2 separate regions of the Ovis aries genome follow, and region 2 is linked to region 1. A link is a contact called in public Hi-C data. All regions are on one chromosome and are shown on one strand. The core of a region is the stretch at or near the end of the contact, and the rest is flanking DNA. Distances in the headings are between cores, read along the strand shown.

Region 1 (3,218 bases), core at 419-2,918:
TGAGTTCACTTTACCAAAGGTGACACTTGAGTGATTTCTTTAAATCTAACACCAGTTCATTAGAAGTACCTTCATTTAAATAGAAAAGCAATTTGGCAAATGAGTAAAGGGAGCAATAATATCCCTCAAAAGGGAGAGGGTTACTCCAACCCAGAAAAGGAAAAACCTTAAGCAGATCATCTCACCCAAAACTCAGTACTAGAGGTTTTTTCTCAGTTATGCGATTTTAATTAAAATAATATATTTTAACTAAAATAACCTATTACTTCATCTCTTAATTAAAAAACAAACAGAAAAACCCACCAGTTTCATCTAAAAATCAAATACCAGTTATAACACATCTACTACACGAAAGTCACAATCTTAAGTGCATAATTCATCTGGTCAGTGTACGTTATTTTTCTGGAATAACTACAGGCAAAAATTAACTTTCCCTTTAAAAGGTTAGCGAATTTGCTTAATGGAAGCCAAAAGCTATAGACTGCACTCCTGGGAATCTCCATCCTTGAATAAGACTAATCCGGGACAAAAAGCACAAGGCAGACAGACCTCACAAAGAATGCAAATGGAGGAAGAGGGAAAAAGCAAAGATTCTTCTTCCACTTCCTTCTTAAGAGAAAATGCAAAAAAAATCCAGTAAACAGAAATTTTTGCCAGCCAAACTCCAAGCAATTTACCTTAAAACAGACCCAAAGGGTTAAGTACCAAGGCCACTAGCCAACGTACTGACTTTCGCCCACCACAGGAACACCTCAGCCTACGCAGGCCAAGGAAGAGGGCAGGAGGCATGACAGAATGGGGAGCCCTCAAACCCTGAAATCCTCGGCCCACGCAAAGCCACTCACCCACCTTAAACCCGAGGCGGAGGCGGGGAGAGGAGGGCAAGGCACCCGGGACGCCTCAGGCTTGCAAGTGGGTAGTGAGAAGTGGAGGAAAAGGAGTCCCCCAAACCCCGCCCCCCCGCAGTGTCGGAACACCCCGGTGCCCTCTCAACACCGCCCCGCTAAGGGGGCCGCAGGCAGGACTGTGGAAATCCCCCGCGCACCCTCTCCCCGGGAAGTTCTCGGGTGTTACCCGAGCACCCCTAAGGCTGCACCTCCCCTTGCCTGCCCCGGACAGAGGAGAGAGGGGTCAGCGGGCGGGAGGGGCAACGAGCCGGGACCTCCCAGTCGCTGAGCGCCGACCTACCGGGTCGAGCCCAGGGCATCCCCGCGGAGCGCAGACGGGCGGCGGGGGGAATCGGAAGGGGACAGTGACGGGCGTCCAGGGTTCGGGGTCCCGACGGGTCCAGTCAAGTGCAGCACCCGGCCCCTGCCCGCGCCCATCACTCGGGATAAGCGAGGCATGATCCACCGTAGGACACCTGGCCCGCGCCCCCCCGTGGCCCCGACCCCACCCGGGACCCAGCATCCGGACCCCCGACTACGGCCTCCGCACCCTAGGAAGCCCGACGAGCTTTGTTAACTCCCCTTGACGCCCGGCGCAGCCGTCGGGCACCCCGGGAGCCGCGCGCCCCTAGCCTACCGCCGCGTCCCCCACCCCGCCCCGCGAGCCGAGGCCGCACCTGTGCCCGCCGCCGCCGCCGCCGCCGCCGCCGCCGCTCGCCCGCTCCCCTTGGCTGTGCCGGCGCCGCTCCGAACCCCACACACATCGCTACACACAGCCCTCTGACGTCACCGAGCCCTCGGCCCGCCCACGTCACTGCGGAGACACACGGCTTCCCGCAGACGCCGCCGCCGTCTCCGGCCGCCCGGGGGAGAGCGAGGGCGGCGAGGGGGAGGGGAGGAGAGGAGAACTGAGCCAGCGGCGGCACCGCGCGCGCAAGCCCGCCGCCGCCGCCGCCGCCGCCGCCTCGCGGCTCCTAGCCCCTCGGGGACGCGCGCGCCGTCTGCCCTATAGTGGCTCCCTAGGGCTCCCCTGGCCCGTCGTCTGGCGCGCGCGCCCCTCCCCCCAGGCGCGCGCCCGGCACTCCTGGCCCCGTGCGCCGTCTGGGCGGCTGGCGCGCGGCGCTGTCTGCGGTGCACCCGGCGCAGACAGGATGTTCCCTCCCCGCCCCACCCCCACCGCCGCCCTCCCTCCTTCCTTCCTCGAGTCGCCTAGCCGGCTGTCTGGGGCCGCCACCGCCCCGCCCCCGCCCCACCCGCTGCTCCGTGGAGACGGGCCAGACCCGGGGGCGCCCTGGTCGCTCGGCCGCCGCGCGACACGGAGAGAGGGGGGCAGGGCGACCGCGCGGTGCACTGTGCGCGACCCCAGCAGCCGGCAGGGCGGAGGCAAGGCCCGCCTGGCCGAGCGCCGCGGCCCGAGGTCAGGCACAGGCGACCCTCCCCCCGCGGGGCCGCAGCTGGGCCGCCCCGCCCCGGAGGCAGCCGGGTGGCGGCCGCCCAGCCGCGCCCCCCGTGTGGGCCCAGCGCGCGGGGGCTGCCCCCCGCCCCCTGCGGGGCCTCCCGCCCGAGGGCCGCCCCGCCAGCTGCCGGCGCTGCGCTGCGCTCCGCCCCACCCCGGCGGCCCCCGCCTTGCCTGGGCGGCCTCCGCCCAGACGCCTTCCCTGGGCTGACCTCCTCCGCCATCGGGCCGGGCTGGAGGGCTGGCAGAAGTTCTGGCAAAACCGAGAGAAAACATTTTTGTCTCTACTTCTCAGCCTCCCTCCCCCCACCCCCTCACCAGACTGCTCTCTCGGTTCCAAAAGGGAGCTAGAAATTACATGCTTCTACAGTGTTTCCTGAGGAGTTTGGGATTTTGTTTTGGAGGCGAACAGGAGATGAGACGAGGAAAGCGATGACCGAAGCGCTTTCAGCTGTGACCCTCGGGGCCGAAGAGAGTCGTCTCCCTGGTCGGTGTTCTGCTGTGGAGGATTAGCATATTGAACTCTGCCGAGCTGCTCCGTCATATTTCGAAATACCAAGAAAAACCCCTTTTTTCCACCCCACCGCAAAATTAGGAACTGAAATAGTACCCCAGATCTCAGTGCACCGAATTCAGAGGACTTGGCTTTGTCCCCCTTCCCCCACCCCACCCCCCTTTTTGCGCATTTTCGTCCAATTTCTTCTGGTTTTACTGCTTCGAGGTCACTCGTGGGATCCACATTTGGAGCCAGCAGACTGGGAATACTCCTGTGCTCGTAGATTTTTTTTTTCCTCTTTTGCTCCCAACGGGCCTACCCGAGGCTTACAAGCCTCTCATTCCGTGCACACCCAAGTTCCATTCCTCCCACCCCCATC
Region 2 (3,342 bases), core at 689-3,188, 530 kb after region 1:
ATGAAAGACAAAATGCCTGAGTTACAAAATGTTCTTCAGAACCTACTTCTTGTCAGTGCAGTGACAGCATTCAACATCTCAGAGAAGCATTCTAGCCAACTTAAACGTTGTATTTTTCTGAATCAAAATCAGGAAGAGGTCCTGCATGTTGCTATTTACGGCTAGAAAAGAGGGCACTATTAAAGAACAGACTTTTTCTTCTTTCTCCACCTATATCTCCCACCCAAACATCTTATGAGGTAGAGGATGAAGAGTAAGAGAGAAGACCAGAGGGAACCTAAAGACCAAAAAGCAAGGGGAAACTGGAATTAAATGAAAATTCATATTTCTATTTCGATCTTTAAGTTTCCATTCCTCAAAATACATACCTTGTTTCAGTAGATAAGTCAAATCTGTCAAAAAACATGCTGTAGTTCTATGAACATCTCTACTTTTTGTGCTTATGAAATGTAGTCTGTTTACTGCAAACCAGTGATATTGACCTCTTTATTAAAAACAACACTGGGCACATCAGTATTTGAAGACTGAGAGTTCAGGGACTGAATGGAAAAAATACTAATCTGCTTTAGCTCAAGACTATTGACCAGCTTTTGTAAGTGGAAAGAAATAACATAGGTACCTTACCTGTCAAGATTTAAAGTTCCTGTGTATATAAACTCCAACAGTTTCTGAAATCCATCAGCCTTCACCTGACTCTGATCAAGAAAGACATTGTTCTCAGAAGTGCTCCTGTAGATTGCACCAAAATATTCACTAAACGAGGCAAGCACATTCCTGTGAGCTTTAAACTGGAATTCCCCAATGACTATGGTGCAGTCACAAAGAAAACCTGCTTCCCGTTGTTTGTTCAGTCTCTCTAAAAGGTGCTCACAGTGGTGCGAATACTGCATTTTGATATCGGAATCGAATTCTATCCTTGTTCTAAAAAAACAAGAGAGAGAGTAAATCAGCACCACTAAATTTTCATCAAACTTTTCTCCCAAGCCATTGGTGAATAAAGAGACATAGAATCCAAACAAGAACAAAGCCTGTTCTCATTTTACGTCCCCAGAAAATTCTTACCAAGCAAATACGGATAAAAATGCCGAAGGGACAAAAATCCTTCCTAGTTTTTATTTCATCTTGGTCAACTAACACAAACCTTTGGACACGTCAACAAATGACGATGTGTGAAAACATTTCCACAAAGTGAAACAAAAAAAAGCACCGCAAAATTTCACACTTCTACATCACAGAGTCGGACACGACTGAGCGACTGAACTGAAGTGAACTGATCATCAGTTGAACCTTCAGTTTCAAGCTCAGTGGGCACATGTAAATTACGAAAAAACAACAAAAAAAATTAATAAACCACTAAGAAATGATTCCTTGGGACAAATGGTCAAAGGACATGGTAGGAATTCGTTAAAATTTTATCAACTGCCTCTCTGCCTTTCGACTAAGTGTAAAACTGCTCTCAAATTGCCGAAACCCGTTACCTTCCGCAGAGCATACAGTAGCTTAAATGAAAGGCGGGTGCCGGAGGGGGCGGAGAACCAGCACAAGGGCCAAAAGTTTTCAAAGATCTGGTCACCCGCCCCGAGGAGGCCACGCTCCTCCCTACCACCACCCCGGTCTACTGGAGGCCGCAAGGGAAAGTGACAGTAAAAGCCGGTCTCTCCCGACTTCCGCCTTCCTGCCCTTAGCCCGGCTCCCACTCCCCCAATTCCCACGGCAGAGGTTGTGGCCAAGGCCAACATCGGGGCTGCCTCGCCCTAGCTTTCCACCCTAACACCTTCACTCCGGCCTGAATGCGAACTCCACGGAGCCTGCCCTCCAATGCCCCAAGGTCTGGAGAGAGCGGGAATAGCAGCCTGGGGGCAAAAATAGAACTCACCTATAGAAACCCGAGGGGGAACACAGTTTCTTCAGTCGCTCTCCGCCATCTTGGAAGGACGTCACCACGCCACGCTCCGCCTTTTCCCTGCTTCCTCCACGATGACGTCACATCCGGCTCCGGGCGATCCGCGTGTACGCAGTAGGCTCTAAGACCCTGGAGGTCCAACAGCAGCCTGAGAGTAGCAGGCTGGTACATAGAGACCCCGCTACTTCGCACACCGGGAACACCCGGAAACAGGGAGAGTCTTGGCTAGGAGACTAAGGGCTCTCTTACGGAACCAAGCCTGTTGTCCTCACCTTGAGCATTCTAGATAGTCAGCATCTCGCGCTCGGCCTGCGTTTTGCGCGGAGGCTGAGCCGCGCTGCCCTGCGGGCTGCTTTCCAGGAGCCAAATTGTGCATTGTATGCTGGGGTTTATAGTTAGTTGCTCGTCTTCTCCCATTATCCTCCACTTCCTTGAGGCCCACGAGTGGGAATAGCTATCTTGTGTACTCCGGCTCTCGGCCATGGGAATTTTGTAGCTGAGACTGATCACCCCTTTTTATTTTAGGTACTGCCGGAAAGCTCTTGGGAAACTATGAGTCTTGTTTGCATCAGCCAACTGGAGCCCAGTATCCAGGATACCCTTACCTGGTGATAGAAGTCTGAGATGCAAGAAAGCGGCGCAAAGCAGTAGGGCACACTGGGCATGCGCTTGAGGAAAGGTGGGCTTTATACCGGAAAAGGTTCTGCTTGTGGACTACTGCTGCTGTTGCTGCTAAGTCGCTTCAGTCGTGTCCGACCCTGTGCGACCCCATAGACAGCAGCCCACCAGGCTCCCCCGTCCCTGGAATTCTCCAGGCAAGAACACTGAAGTGTGTTGCCATTTCCTTCTCCAGTGCGTGAAAGTGAAAAGTGAAAGTGAAGTCGCTCAGTCCTGTCAGACTCTTGGCGACTTATGGACTGCAGCCTACCGGGCTCCTCCACCCACGGGATACTGGAGAGTGGGCCTGTAGACTAGAAAACATTTAATACAATTATTTGCATTCTATGCAGATTTTTGTACAGTGAGGGAAGCTTGGCCGGCTACATACAGTCCATGGGGTAGGAAAGAGACAGGACTGAGCACGCGGTCAACCACAGTGACGGAAAGGTTATCTCCGTGATTTAAAAAGACGTACAAACGGTACGTGCTGATATGTTAGGGTGAGTTCTTTCATGCTACTCGCGGACATCAAAAAATCTAAGGAAACCCAAAACTTCAGCTTTTTTTTTTTTCCTTGTTAAAAGTTGTGTCAGGACCATGGGAAATTTGCTCACGACTTTATTTTAAAGAACATTGTAAACTTGAATTTATTCTTTTTTTTTCTCGAGATTTGTTTTACAACCAGATTTTGTTTGCTCTCTTAGTAAATTATTTCGACTCGGTAAGAACCATGTTTATGGTGGGGGGGTTGGGGGGGGGGAAGTCCCACAACCGTTAGG

Evidence for each region. A called contact is a pair of places that touch in the nucleus more often than the background predicts.
Region 2: a Hi-C map of blood shows a contact between it and region 1, with 3 times the contacts expected there. The contact joins the promoter of MYNN here to the promoter of SKIL in region 1. A contact is called at or near these places in 2 of 16 Hi-C or Micro-C datasets (both in blood).

The regions. Positions count from the first base shown.
Region 1 is chr1:217,740,680-217,743,897 of ARS-UI_Ramb_v3.0, forward strand. It overlaps SKIL (SKI like proto-oncogene), which reads right to left and starts at 1,669. Exons shown (of 7, transcript XM_042234602.2): 1 at 1,565-1,669.
Region 2 is chr1:218,269,109-218,272,450 of ARS-UI_Ramb_v3.0, forward strand. MYNN (myoneurin) reads right to left here and starts at 1,939. Exons shown (of 8, transcript XR_009595106.1): 1 at 1,877-1,939; 2 at 625-921. LOC132657246 (a long non-coding RNA gene) reads left to right here and starts at 1,986. Exons shown (of 2, transcript XR_009595111.1): 1 at 1,986-2,068; 2 at 2,429-3,342.